2 separate regions of the Hordeum vulgare genome follow, and region 1 is linked to region 2. Evidence: chromatin contacts called from public Hi-C data. All regions are on one chromosome and are shown on one strand. The core of a region is the stretch at or near the end of the contact, and the rest is flanking DNA. Distances in the headings are between cores, read along the strand shown.

The links. Hi-C and Micro-C count contacts between places; a contact is called where the count stands out from the background.
Region 1: a contact with region 2 is called in a Hi-C map of seedling, with 3 times the contacts expected there. The contact joins the promoter of LOC123448626 here to the promoter of LOC123448625 in region 2. A contact is called at or near these places in 2 of 6 Hi-C or Micro-C datasets (leaf and seedling) and 1 of 1 datasets of contacts at active chromatin or transcription factors (embryo).

Annotation. Positions count from the first base shown.
Region 1 is chr4H:360,556,180-360,558,924 of MorexV3_pseudomolecules_assembly, reverse strand. LOC123448626 (40S ribosomal protein S21) reads left to right here and starts at 1,359. Exons shown (of 4, transcript XM_045125578.1): 1 at 1,359-1,469; 2 at 2,090-2,173; 3 at 2,262-2,394. The coding sequence starts at 2,124. It overlaps LOC123448627 (cell cycle checkpoint control protein RAD9B), which reads right to left and starts at 1,171. Exons shown (of 9, transcript XM_045125579.1): 1 at 983-1,171; 2 at 655-907; 3 at 202-453; 4 at 1-111. The coding sequence starts at 1,087.
Region 2 is chr4H:359,969,364-359,972,297 of MorexV3_pseudomolecules_assembly, reverse strand. LOC123448625 (ATP-dependent Clp protease proteolytic subunit-related protein 3, chloroplastic) reads left to right here and starts at 1,541. Exons shown (of 10, transcript XM_045125577.1): 1 at 1,541-1,967; 2 at 2,918-2,934. The coding sequence starts at 1,647.

The DNA.
Region 1 (2,745 bases), core at 110-2,609, 590 kb before region 2:
ATTCTTTGACCCCAAATGTGACATCCACGGGATCACCAGCATGCTCATACTCCAAGAACTCCTCTGCTGGATTGATCCACAGTTGTGTGTGCAGCCTACTGTCGTAGTCATCTGCAAATCCCAAACCACGTCACAGTTGACAACCCATAGAAATTTCACCACCACGCTACGCTAAGCACACCAAAGGAAGGGAACCTTTACCTTTGGTGGGGTCAATGTAGCTTAGGAGCTCGACTGCCTTCCCCTCAGTGCCATCATCGACGCCAGGCAACACTGCAGCAGGCTCGGTGGCAATAACGGTGAGCTCCTGCAGCGAGGACTGGAAATTGGAGAGCAGGCGCGTGAGGTCCCGTGGCCGTATGGCGAGGCGGCTGGGGAAGCGGTTGCGGTCGAGCGCCAGAGTCTGCACATCGGACTCGGCGCTGCACGAGATCCGGTGCGTCTTCTTACGCCCTTGCCAAGACAAGACAAGACAAGACGCGAGAAGGCACATCATGAGGTCAGAGCGGCAAATTTGGGGAAAGAGCCGAAACGGCGAAATTGGCGGGAAAACAGGGAAAATGCGCAAAAATTGGGGGGAATTCAATTCTGAGCACGCCAATGGCAAAACCCTAGAGGGAGGGACGGAGGGAGGGGCTGGGAACATGTACTTACCGCTGAGGCAGTGGATGACGAACTCGAGCTTGGACGCTTGGGGGTTTGGGAGCGAAGCGTTGAGGCGGTCGATCGCGGAGGTCGGCGTGCGGAGCACAGCGAGGACGGACTTGAGGAGGACGCTGCACTGGAGCGGCGTGGAGGAGGGCGCGGCGTGTAGGTCGGCGGGGAGGTGGAAGTGGTCGAAGAAGTCGCGCGTGAGGGAGACGGACGCGAACGCCGACCGCGAGCTGTTGAGCGTGTGCAGCTCCAGCTGTAAGCCGAACGCGAAAACATGAGATTAGGAATTGTCAGAAGTACCCGCCGGTGAGGAATGGAGACGGCGGACCTTGTCGGGGTAGGCCTGGAAGACGAGGTCGGAGCCGATGCGGGCGAGGCAGGTGACGCACCGGGAGAAAGTCCGCAGTGCGCCGCCGCTCATCGACAGCTCCATGGCCGGTCAGTTTCCTTCCTTTAATGAATGAATGAGAAAAAAATGACCGGTTAGTTGGGTGGGTTCGGGGATTGGGGCTGGGGGTTGGGGGAGACGACACGAGACTAGTGGGAGTGGGAGGGAAAACGGAAAGGAGGGAGCGACGTGGGCTTTGAATCATTGGGCTGGGGCTCAATAACAGCACGCCACGGCCCAAGGACAAGGAGTCTGTGTTGCAAGCGCTGTCCCGCTGCCGGTGGGTCCACGACAAGACGCTAGGGTTTACGAGCCCTCCCTCTCGCTTCTCCTGCTATAAAGTCGTGGTCTCACACACCCTTGCGCCGCCGCCGCCGCCGCATCAGTTTCTCTTCGTCCTCCCGCAGCCTCCCCGAAGAGATCAAAGGTGCATCCCCCTCTGCCACCTCCTTTACCTTTCGGTCTGTTGCTCCAGGCATCTTGTATGCCCGCCGTCCTGCGTGTTCGTCGATTCGTTCCCATCTTGCCTATTATTTCGGCCCAAGTACTTAGTAACGATCTATCCTTTCGGTCTGTTGCTCCAGGCATCTTGTATCCCCGCCGTCCTGCGTGTTCGTCGATTCGTTCCCATCTTGCCTATTATTTCGGCCCAAGTACTTAGTAACGATTTATCCTTTCGGTCTGTTGCTCCAGGCATCTTGTATGCCCGCCGTCCTGCGTGTTCGTCGATTCGTTCCCATCTTGCCTATTATTTCGGCCCAAGTACTTAGTAACAATCTATGTCTAAGCCTCGTATATGGTGCTTTGCATAGTTTTGTCCATGTAACCGCAAGATTGAGCAACTCTAGTGCTGGATTCGCGGTTAAGCGCGAGCTTGTGTCCCAGATCCTGTTATTATTTCGTAATTAAGTAGCATTCCTATGGTGGATAAGAATTTCTTTTGATGTCGCCACATTCGTGTTGTGACACAGTTAGGGTGTGGCGGGACAAAACTGATTTTCTCCTGTGTTTAGTTTGTGTCTCAACTCTTTCTTCTCCACTCTGCAGTCGCTCTTGTGCCACTTCCCCTCCAGCTGCCACCATGCAGAATGAGGAGGGAGCCATGGTGGACCTCTACGTCCCCAGGAAGTGGTATGTCTCATGAACACTATTTACTTTGATGTCGTTTATGTTCTTCATTGGTTGGCGCTTGCTAAACATTTTATGCATGTTCTTGCAGCTCCGCCACCAACAGGATCATCACGGCCAAGGACCATGCCTCTGTCCAGATCAACATTGGTCACGTTGATGAGAATGGCCTCTATGATGGCCGCTTCACCACCTTTGCTCTCTCTGGGTTCGTCCGTGCTCAGGTAATCATCTTTTGTTGTATACGTGTGTGATCACAAGTTTACTCTCATCAAGGTACTATATTCAGTTGAAAGGAAATGGAACAGGTGTTTTCTATTGGGGCTGCGTACCTGCTTATATAATACTTCCTCCTTAAACTAATATAAGAGCATTTAGATCACTATTTTATACTCCCTCCGTTCCTAAATATATATCTTTTAAGATATTTCACTAGGGGTCTACATAGACTTATATTTAGGAACGGAGGGTTTAGTTATCTAAACACTCTTATATTAGTTTACAGAGGGAGTACCTGATAATATTTATCTGATTTGGTTAACATGTATTTTGATCTCTACTCTGTCTTATCCTTG
Region 2 (2,934 bases), core at 292-2,791:
ACTGTGTATGCCACCTACATGAAAACATTAAGACAACTATTTTTAACATGCATAAAAATACATTGCAAACAACATAAACATTTTACATACTAGGATTGAGCAATCCAGATGCACACATAAATAGCTATGGGATAAATCACCTAACATAACAGCACACAAAACTATGCAAACAACAGGTCCAACAGCTAAGGGGCTGTTCGGCAATCCACCGGCTCCCTGTAATTCAAGAATCTAAGGAGTGCCTATTGGCCAGCTCCACGGTTTTGAACGGCAGCTCCACCCGCTCCTGGAGCGGAGTAGCGGAGTGGAAGGTTTCCGAACACGCCTTAAATATGCATGTAAGTTGAAAAATATTAATCTACATGAAATTATACACGTTTTACATATATAACTTATTGTGATCCGTTGCACGGTTTAAAATATACGGGCATTTTAAAATAATACATTTTCCTGAGATCCCTCGCAAAAATTAAATAAATTCATGGATCTAAACAAAGTCAACTAGTTAGCAAGCACTAATTCGACAGCTTTTGAGCGATCACTTCGACGCACCACCACATATCGTGTTCTGAGCGTTCTCCTTAGATTTTATTTTATTTTATTTTTAGCACATGTTTTCGGCTTTTTAGAGCGGTTTTTTCGGTTTTTTTGTTCCCGATTTTCATTGGTCTTTTGTAGCTTTCGAAAGAAGAAAAAAATTCAAAAAAAATTGCGCGGAAAAACATATTTTTATGAGAGGTACGGTTTTGCTATCGCGAGAGGCACGGCCGTGCCTCTCGAAAAGGGAAAAACGCGTTTTCTGTTTTCTTTGTAAAAAACACGGTCGTGTCTCTCGAAAAAGAAAACATGTGTTTTCTGCTCTCTTTTTTCCTGCGAGAGGCACAGTTTTGCCTTAACGAGAGGCATGACTGTGCCTCCCAGAAATGAAAAAAAATCGTGTTTTCTACTTCTTTTTTTTCGCGAGAGGCACGGTTCTGTTATCGCCTCTCGGTAATGAAAAAACGTGTTTTCTGCTCTTTCTTTTTTCGTAAGAGGCACGATTTTGCTTTCGCGAAAGAAACAATTTTGTCTTCGCGAGAGGCATGGTCCGTGCCTCTCGGAAAAGGAAAAAACACATTTTCTGTTTTTTTTCTATCGCGTGAGGCATAATTTTTTTGTTTGTTTTTTTGTATGAAAATAAAGTTCATCAAAACCTAATTTCAACGTGAGAAACCTAACAGTGAAAATGATTCAAGATTTGAACGCACGGTTTAGGAGATAAAAACATTTTGAAATACGGATCTACGAAAAAAGGAAAATTTCCAGGTTACGACAAGTGACACGCATGTAGTGCACTATTTTTCGTAATATTAAAAATGAGAGTAATCGTTGAAAGGTGTATTCCTCAACTAATGATTTCGGACAAATAGGGATTTCCAAAAATCGATCCATCACACAGGAGTTGAGAGAAAAAATGATACTTTTCTCTTCTAAGAACATACTTCAGCCCAGAAGGCCCCATGGTTTCATTCAGCCCATGCTCTCTTTCAAAGGACAAGGCCCAGAGCTCAGGCGTCAGGCGTCAGCTCCAACCAAATTATCCACACACACACCACTCCCCGAGCTCGCTCGCACGCCGCGGCCGAGTAACACCACCACCGGGCACCATGGCCTCCTCCTTCCTTTCCCTACGCCTCCCTACCCCTTCCCCGCCCACCGCGACGTCGTCCCCATTCTTCCCGAATCCCCTAGCCCGGTCCGGAAGGTGCAGTCCGCCGTCATCTACCCTCGTGGCGCGTGTTGCTGGGTCGGCGGCGGGGGCTCCGTCGCCGTTGTTCAACCCGAGGGGCGACCCGTTCCTATCCACGCTAGCCGCTGCTTCTCCAGAGCAGCTCGCAGCAGCTGCGGGTGGCGAGCGCCGCGGAGAGGACCACCTGCCGTTCCTCGAGATCTTCCAGAACGCCAAGCTGATGTCTTCGCCCGCGCAGGTGATTTAGTGCTTTCGCGCTCACTTTCTTCGTGCTTGTATGGACTGCGGTAGTATGATACGATGCTGGTCTCACCACACACTTAGAAATGGAAGAAAGAAGCTGAAATTGAAACCTGGTGCTCATTTGGGCGGCTATAGGTACACTACATGCAAACCATTTCTTGGGATTGTTTTTCTTCTCCATTTTGTTAGTGGTTGTCAGAATTATGTGATCCATGTATTAAGTCGTAAAACATGTCAAGGCTCTGCTCAGTGCCAGCTAACATGTTTAATTAGGTTGCTATCCTAAAGGGTTCTAGTTGTACATTTGTGACACATATTACCCAATTTAGTGGAACTTTTATCGAAATATCAGATTTTGGTGACTTTTAACACGGTAATTCCTCAAATTTACATTTTTCTTGTTTATTCTAGATAGGATTGACATGTTGCGTTCATAATTTGTAGAAAAAATTGTAAAGATCAGAGGACATCGTTGACGATCATGTCCAGACTTCTTTTGTCCATCTGTTCCATTCTTCATCATCGTCCATATATTTTTGGATCCCGGGCGTCACCTCACACCTTGCCTGATGGACATGCATCAGAAAACGAGTGTCCAAAGCTTCCAAAAGGGGTATTATAGACGAATTTCCACTCGATAGGGTAATTAGTGTCAAAAATGTACAACTACAGGGTAAAAAGAGGAATTCACTCAAATAATAACCTACTAGCAAAAATATATCTACTGCTGGAGTATGTGCAGGATTTTACAAACTTAGCTCAGACGAATACACATATCATGTTGCACATTGAGGTTCCAATCTGTGAACCTGCTTCCTTGCATATAAATGCCTTTGTGCTTTACTTCTGAAATTGCTAAAGTTTACATATGCGGACTTTGATCTTTGATATATAGGAGTTTATTGCAAAATGTGCTCCGCTTAACTGAAATTGTCAAATTGGCAGGTGGAACGTTCTAGCAG